Regions from separate parts of the Mus musculus genome. Here region 1 is linked to region 2. Evidence: chromatin contacts called from public HiChIP or PLAC-seq data. All regions are on one chromosome and are shown on one strand. The core of a region is the stretch at or near the end of the contact, and the rest is flanking DNA. Distances in the headings are between cores, read along the strand shown. Region 1 has its middle 57 kb from the start of Ubl3. Region 2 has its middle 19 kb from the start of Slc7a1.

Region 1 (2,700 bases), core at 96-2,595, 76 kb before region 2:
CTGGTTCTTCCTATAAAAAGCCAGCCCTGAGAGCAAACTAATACCGCAATTAGGCTACCGAGACCTTTTTTTTTTTTTTTTTTTTCCTGGTCTGGAATGTTCAGTATTAGGGTGTGAGTTCAATAAACTATTCTCTTTTTTAAAAGATTTATTTATTATATTTATATGCGTACACTGTAGCTGTTTTCAGACACACCAGAAGAGGGTATCAGATTCTATTACAGATGGTTCTGAGCCACCATGTGGTTGCTGGGATTTGAACTCAGGACCTCTGGAAGAGCAGGCAGTGCTTTTAACCACTGAACCATTATTTGGGGGGAAAACTGGTTAAAAAATTACTGCTAGCATTAATATATACAAAACATTAATAATCATTTTTTACACTGTGGTCTTTCTTGTCATTTTCATGGTTTTATTGATGGTGGTGGTTTGGGCTGAGACTGGGCCTGTTACTGAGACTGCCTAGAACTGCTAGTTATCCTCCTGCTTCAGCCCTCTGAGTACTAGGATTACTAATGTGACCCACCGTGCATGGCTATTGGTCTGCTTAAAATGACGATTCCGCCCTCTGTCGGTAAGGTTGCTCTGACATGCTCTTCCCATATGTCTGCATCAGCTCCTCCCTGATGCCTTCTGATCACATGGACAGCTTGTGACGGGGTAACGGCCTCAGTAGCCCTTCCCTTCAGTGATTTGTAGACATTACTTTGTTGTTTAAGGGCTTTGATTGTTGTTTGATTTTTGGTTTGGGTTTTTTAAGACAGGGTTCCTCAGTGTAGCCCTGGCTGCCCTGGAACTCACTCTGTCAACCATGCTGGCCTCGAACTCAGATCCACTTACCTCTGCTAACTGAGTGCTGGGATTAAAGGTATGCAGCATCACACCCAGCTATCAGCTTTGATATTGTAAAAGAACACAAGCTAGTCTGAGTTGTTTCTGTTGCAATTGATTTTTTTTTGTTCCTGGATACCTGGACATTTCCTAGTTTGTCTTGGCATAGAAACTTCAGCACCAAAATTCCCAAGAACACAAGGTATACCTTCAGTCTATGGGTTGAATTCTATCTGGAAGATTTGTGCACACACACACATGCACACGCCTTCCCGTCCTCCTCCTCTCTTCTTCTATTGCCCAGGTAGCCAGGTAGACATTCCTGGGCTAAAGCAAACCCCACACCCGACCCCATCTCGGAGTTCCTAGAGCCGTAAGAGCAGAGAGCCCACCAGGCCAGACTTTGGTACTCCCCTTGTGGAAGTCCCGTGACCCCTCGCCAGCCCTCTGCGTCAACGCCCCGCCCCTTTCTTCTTGGGCTTTCCTCAGTGCCTGTCTAGTCTCTCCTCTGCGTGTGTGAACAGTCCCATGGTCTTCATTTGCACTTCCTCTCACTTCCGTACTGCTTTCTTTTGTCAGCACTTGGGTTCTCAGCTGACGTCTAGGGCTTTGATCTTTTTTTTTTTTTTTTCCAACTTTACATGCTTGCTTCCTGATTACAGTAGTCTAGAGTTTGAGGAAATGGCATGGGCGTGGGTGGGGGAGGGGTGGCTGAAACCTGCTGGTGTGACCCTGGACCCTGTTGCCTAGCTGGAGAAATGTTGCTAATGTCCCCGCGTGGGCTTGCCCTCAGCCTTCAGCTGATCTCCTACACTCGTTTCTGGTAGGATGCCCCTTCAAGCTTCCCTTTCTATCATCTTCCCGATCCTCTACTCCCCCACCTGCTCAGATCTCATATCGCCCCTTGACTCCTAGGAAGTCTTCTTTGAGAAGTCCTTTTATTTATCTCTCATTTTGCTTGTCAGGATGAAGGGGAAGAGCCTGCTGATACTCACAGTCCACGCAATCCCTTGCTTCTCTAATGATTTTGATGGCAATAGATTAATTATACAAAACAGTAGGTTTCATTGTGAGCTGTCTCATTCAAAGCACGTACAGATAATGTCCTTTGATCATATTCTTCAACCCTTCCCCCTTTCTAAAAAATCTCCCTTTTACTTCTATGTCTCCTGGGGAACCAAGAAAGGCCTGAGTGACCATGTAAGGGGCAGATAAGCCCTGAGGGATGGGTATCATTGACCAGGGCGAGTGCCTCAGATCTATGGAAACTGGCAAAGTCTTTCTTTAGGGTAGACATTAAGAGTATGCAAAAAAATAAAAAAGAACAAAACAAAAATACTAACAGCTGTAGGGATCTGTTCCCAGATTGTTGCAACCTGAGAGAGCTGACCTACAGAGCCCTCCTACCAAAACAGTTAGCTCCTCTCCTACAGAGCCCGCCCACCAAAACAGCTAGCTCCTCCCTCTACAGAGCCCTCCCACCAAAACAGCTAGCTCCTCCCCCTGTGCGGTACAAAATACGTGCGAAGGTTCCAGGCTGTTGGTGCTGCTCCAGGAGAGGAATCAAGCTCACCCGATCCCAGCTTTTCTCTATGTGTGTCTGTGTGTCTGTCCTCTGGGATCAAGTCCATAGACATGTCTTTTACTGGTTTTGACCTCTAGAGTTTGCCTGTAAGAGAAAACACACATTTGTCTTTCTGAGTTTGGCCTGCTTTACTCAATGTTCAATGCAATGACTTCCATTTTCCAGTAATGTTACTGTTCCAGATGGCTGAATAAAAATTCTATTGAATAAATACACTACATTTCCCTTACCGATTCATCTGAGCATGTAGACCAGTTCTGTCTCTTGACTACCAATGTGGATGT
Region 2 (2,700 bases), core at 49-2,548:
TGGCCCGGAGCTCTGTCATTAAACTACCTCATGCTTTTACATCAAGATGGTTGTCTGTTTGTGATTCTTAGGTGGGCACCAAACGGGAATTGAGTGGGGGTTTCCCCACTAGGTTCTTTCACTACTACCCCCTGTGGGCCAAGCATTCAAACACATGAGTCTATGGGGCCATTTCTAGTCAAACCTCCACAGGGTTTATTTGTTTCTTCTTTATTTATACAGAACTCATTAGGCAGGGATCGATTCCTTTTCCAAAACATCGATCTTAGCATTTTCGTCTCTGGGCACGTGTTTTAACTTCCTCTTGGTCATAAGTTTAGTCCTCATTGATAAACCACGACAGAACAGTTACAATCATTTTCCCTCATCCACTCCATAATCCAACTTTTAAGATTCTTGCCGTTTCAATGGCATTAGACAGAAAGAAAATCTCCAAGCCAGCCTGAGCAGATTGCCAGGTCCTGAGTAGTATACTATCAACTTTTAATGACCCGAGTGTTAATTATCATTGGGCCCAAGAAAAATCTTCAGGCCAAAGCTGCTGTGGTTATTATTCAATTTCTGCCATAATGCGATGTTTATACCTTTGTAGAATTATTTATGTGTTTGATCTTGGTATTCTTTTGTTCCTTGGTCATAGAACACCACAGTGGACCTGCACAAGCTCATTTTACTAAGAAATGTCCTGACACCTTATTATTTTATCATCTTCCTGCACCACTCTTTGTCCATCTGTGTGTAGCCCCTGTGTAAGACAGAGATACTTTGTCGCTGTATCTTTTCCTCAACAGGCATACCACATATGGCCTCCAGCCTTATATGCCACATATATATGCCTGAGTGTAGAGTAAAATGAGGGCTTTCATCTGATCTGCTGCCAACTCCTCTAGACCTTTGAATCTTTGATTACCTTTTTAAAGTTCATTTTGTTCTGATTTTCTGGTTCCTAAGTAAGGACAAGGGCAGATGTTCCAAGAGTATCTCGGAGCCAGAGCCTCACAAGATCTCTGGCGTCTTTATGAGTCACAACCTTCAGGGCACAAGGAAGGCCTTCAAGTAGAGCCAGATAAGAATACTTCCCTAAAAGTTTCGAAGGGGAGCATGCTCAGGACTTTCCTGATGAAGCTTAGAAGCAGCACTCCTGGGAGAAGGCATAAGTAATTCATAAGAATTTTCCCTCCCAAGCATGCAACACGCGGAGATCAAGACTGAAAGTGAAAGACACAACAGCGATTGCATCATGCAACTCAGCTTGGCTGGATCCTTGCCAAGTTGCTTAGGACTTTTGCTGTTTCCATTAGATGGCGGTGCCAGAAAGGTTTACAATAGAGTGAAGACTGAACTGGTGTGTATGCCTGACAGGACGGTGACAATGGCTGCGTTTGTCTTTTTGCACCCATGTGACAAAGTTTTTGAGGGGAGGAGTTTTGTCTGCCTTCAAAGAGTTCAGGCTCCATTGCCTCTGGGGCAGCGAGGAGGCAGGTGTCATGGCAGACTACCGTTGCTCAGTTCAGGCAACACAAAGGTAGAGTGAACAGAGAGGAAGGGGACTGGGGACAAAATGTATCTTTCCAGAGGCACACTCTTAGCATGCTGCTCCATCCAGTCTCTCCCCATCATCTCCCAGCAAGATGTCAGATCAGGGCTCCATCAGTGGATGAATGTATTGATTAAGTCACGGCCCTCGTAGTCCAATCACCTCATGGTCCAATAAATGATCCATTTCACCAGCCAGGGGACCCTCAGGATATGTTTGACTGTTGGAGATTGGTTCTAAGGCTTTGATTCATTCCAGAATCTGCATGACCAGACTCTGAAGGTCCTTGGACCCAATTGGATTTTGATCGATCAATAAAGATGCCAACAGCCAATGGCTGGGCTCGGGGCGGGACACTTAGCGTTGCAAGGGTGAGGCTGCAGAGAGGAACAGGAGAGAATAGCCAGGATTCGGGGAAGAAGGCTGGGATGCAGAAGTGGCAGGAGATAAAGCCAACCAGCCACGTGTGACTTCTGGTAAGTGGCCACTGGCCACTTTCCCGATTGGGCCTGGGGTAGCAGGAGAAGGTTTAGGACTGCCCAGCCTTTGAGATAGCCAAGACATTTTAAAAATAAGCTAGTGTGTGTGTGTGTGTGTGTGTGTGTGTGTGTGTGTGTGTGTGTGTGCGCGCGCGCGCACACACACACACATTTCATTCCCAGATCCAAAGATAGCTCCTGAACGGGTGCGCATGTGCAATCTGCCAGGAGGCAAAGCGATGTAGCCGAAACTCACCGCTACATTTTAGCAGATACTAAATTTAGGTTAGCAATTTTGTGGTGTTTCTTTAGAATATATCATCCTGAGGCTGGAAGTGTAGCCCAATGTAAAAACCTCCTATGTGAGGTTCTGAGTTTGATCAGCATCCCCCTCCCCCCCCCCAAATTGTCATGACCCAATGTTTTCTATGGAAATCTGGAAATGCTTCTTTAAAACAAATTATGTGCATGAGTGTTTGCATGTATGTATGTGTACCGTGTGCATGCAGTGCCCATGGTGTCCAGAAGAGGGCATCTGATTCCCCTAGAACTGGAGTTACAGTGCTTGTGAGCTACCATGTGGGTGCTGGGAAGCAAACTCAAGTCCTCTGCAAGAGCAGCCAGTGCTCTTAACCACTGAGCCACCTCTCCAGCCCCTAGAACACCTTCTTAATGTAGTTTCCC

The links. HiChIP or PLAC-seq counts read pairs in DNA pulled down with a chosen protein or histone mark.
Region 1: a contact with region 2 is called in an H3K4me3 HiChIP or PLAC-seq map of the SCID.adh cell line, with 16 read pairs. The contact joins two enhancer-like sites. A contact is called at or near these places in 2 of 115 datasets of contacts at active chromatin or transcription factors (the SCID.adh cell line and embryonic stem cells) and 2 of 9 other capture datasets (liver and pancreatic islet).

Annotation. Positions count from the first base shown.
Region 1 is chr5:148,494,081-148,496,780 of GRCm38.p6, reverse strand. No RefSeq gene overlaps it. Among named protein-coding and RNA genes, the nearest start is that of Ubl3, 57 kb to the left of the region's middle. Within about 2 kb of position 1,345, at least 136 of the 459 cell types and tissues checked have an H3K27ac peak or open chromatin away from gene starts, as enhancers often do. A contact at or near this core is called in the SCID.adh cell line, where this site is marked.
Region 2 is chr5:148,417,804-148,420,503 of GRCm38.p6, reverse strand. No RefSeq gene overlaps it. Among named protein-coding and RNA genes, the nearest start is that of Slc7a1, 19 kb to the right of the region's middle. Within about 2 kb of position 1,298, at least 48 of the 459 cell types and tissues checked have an H3K27ac peak or open chromatin away from gene starts, as enhancers often do. A contact at or near this core is called in the SCID.adh cell line, where this site is marked.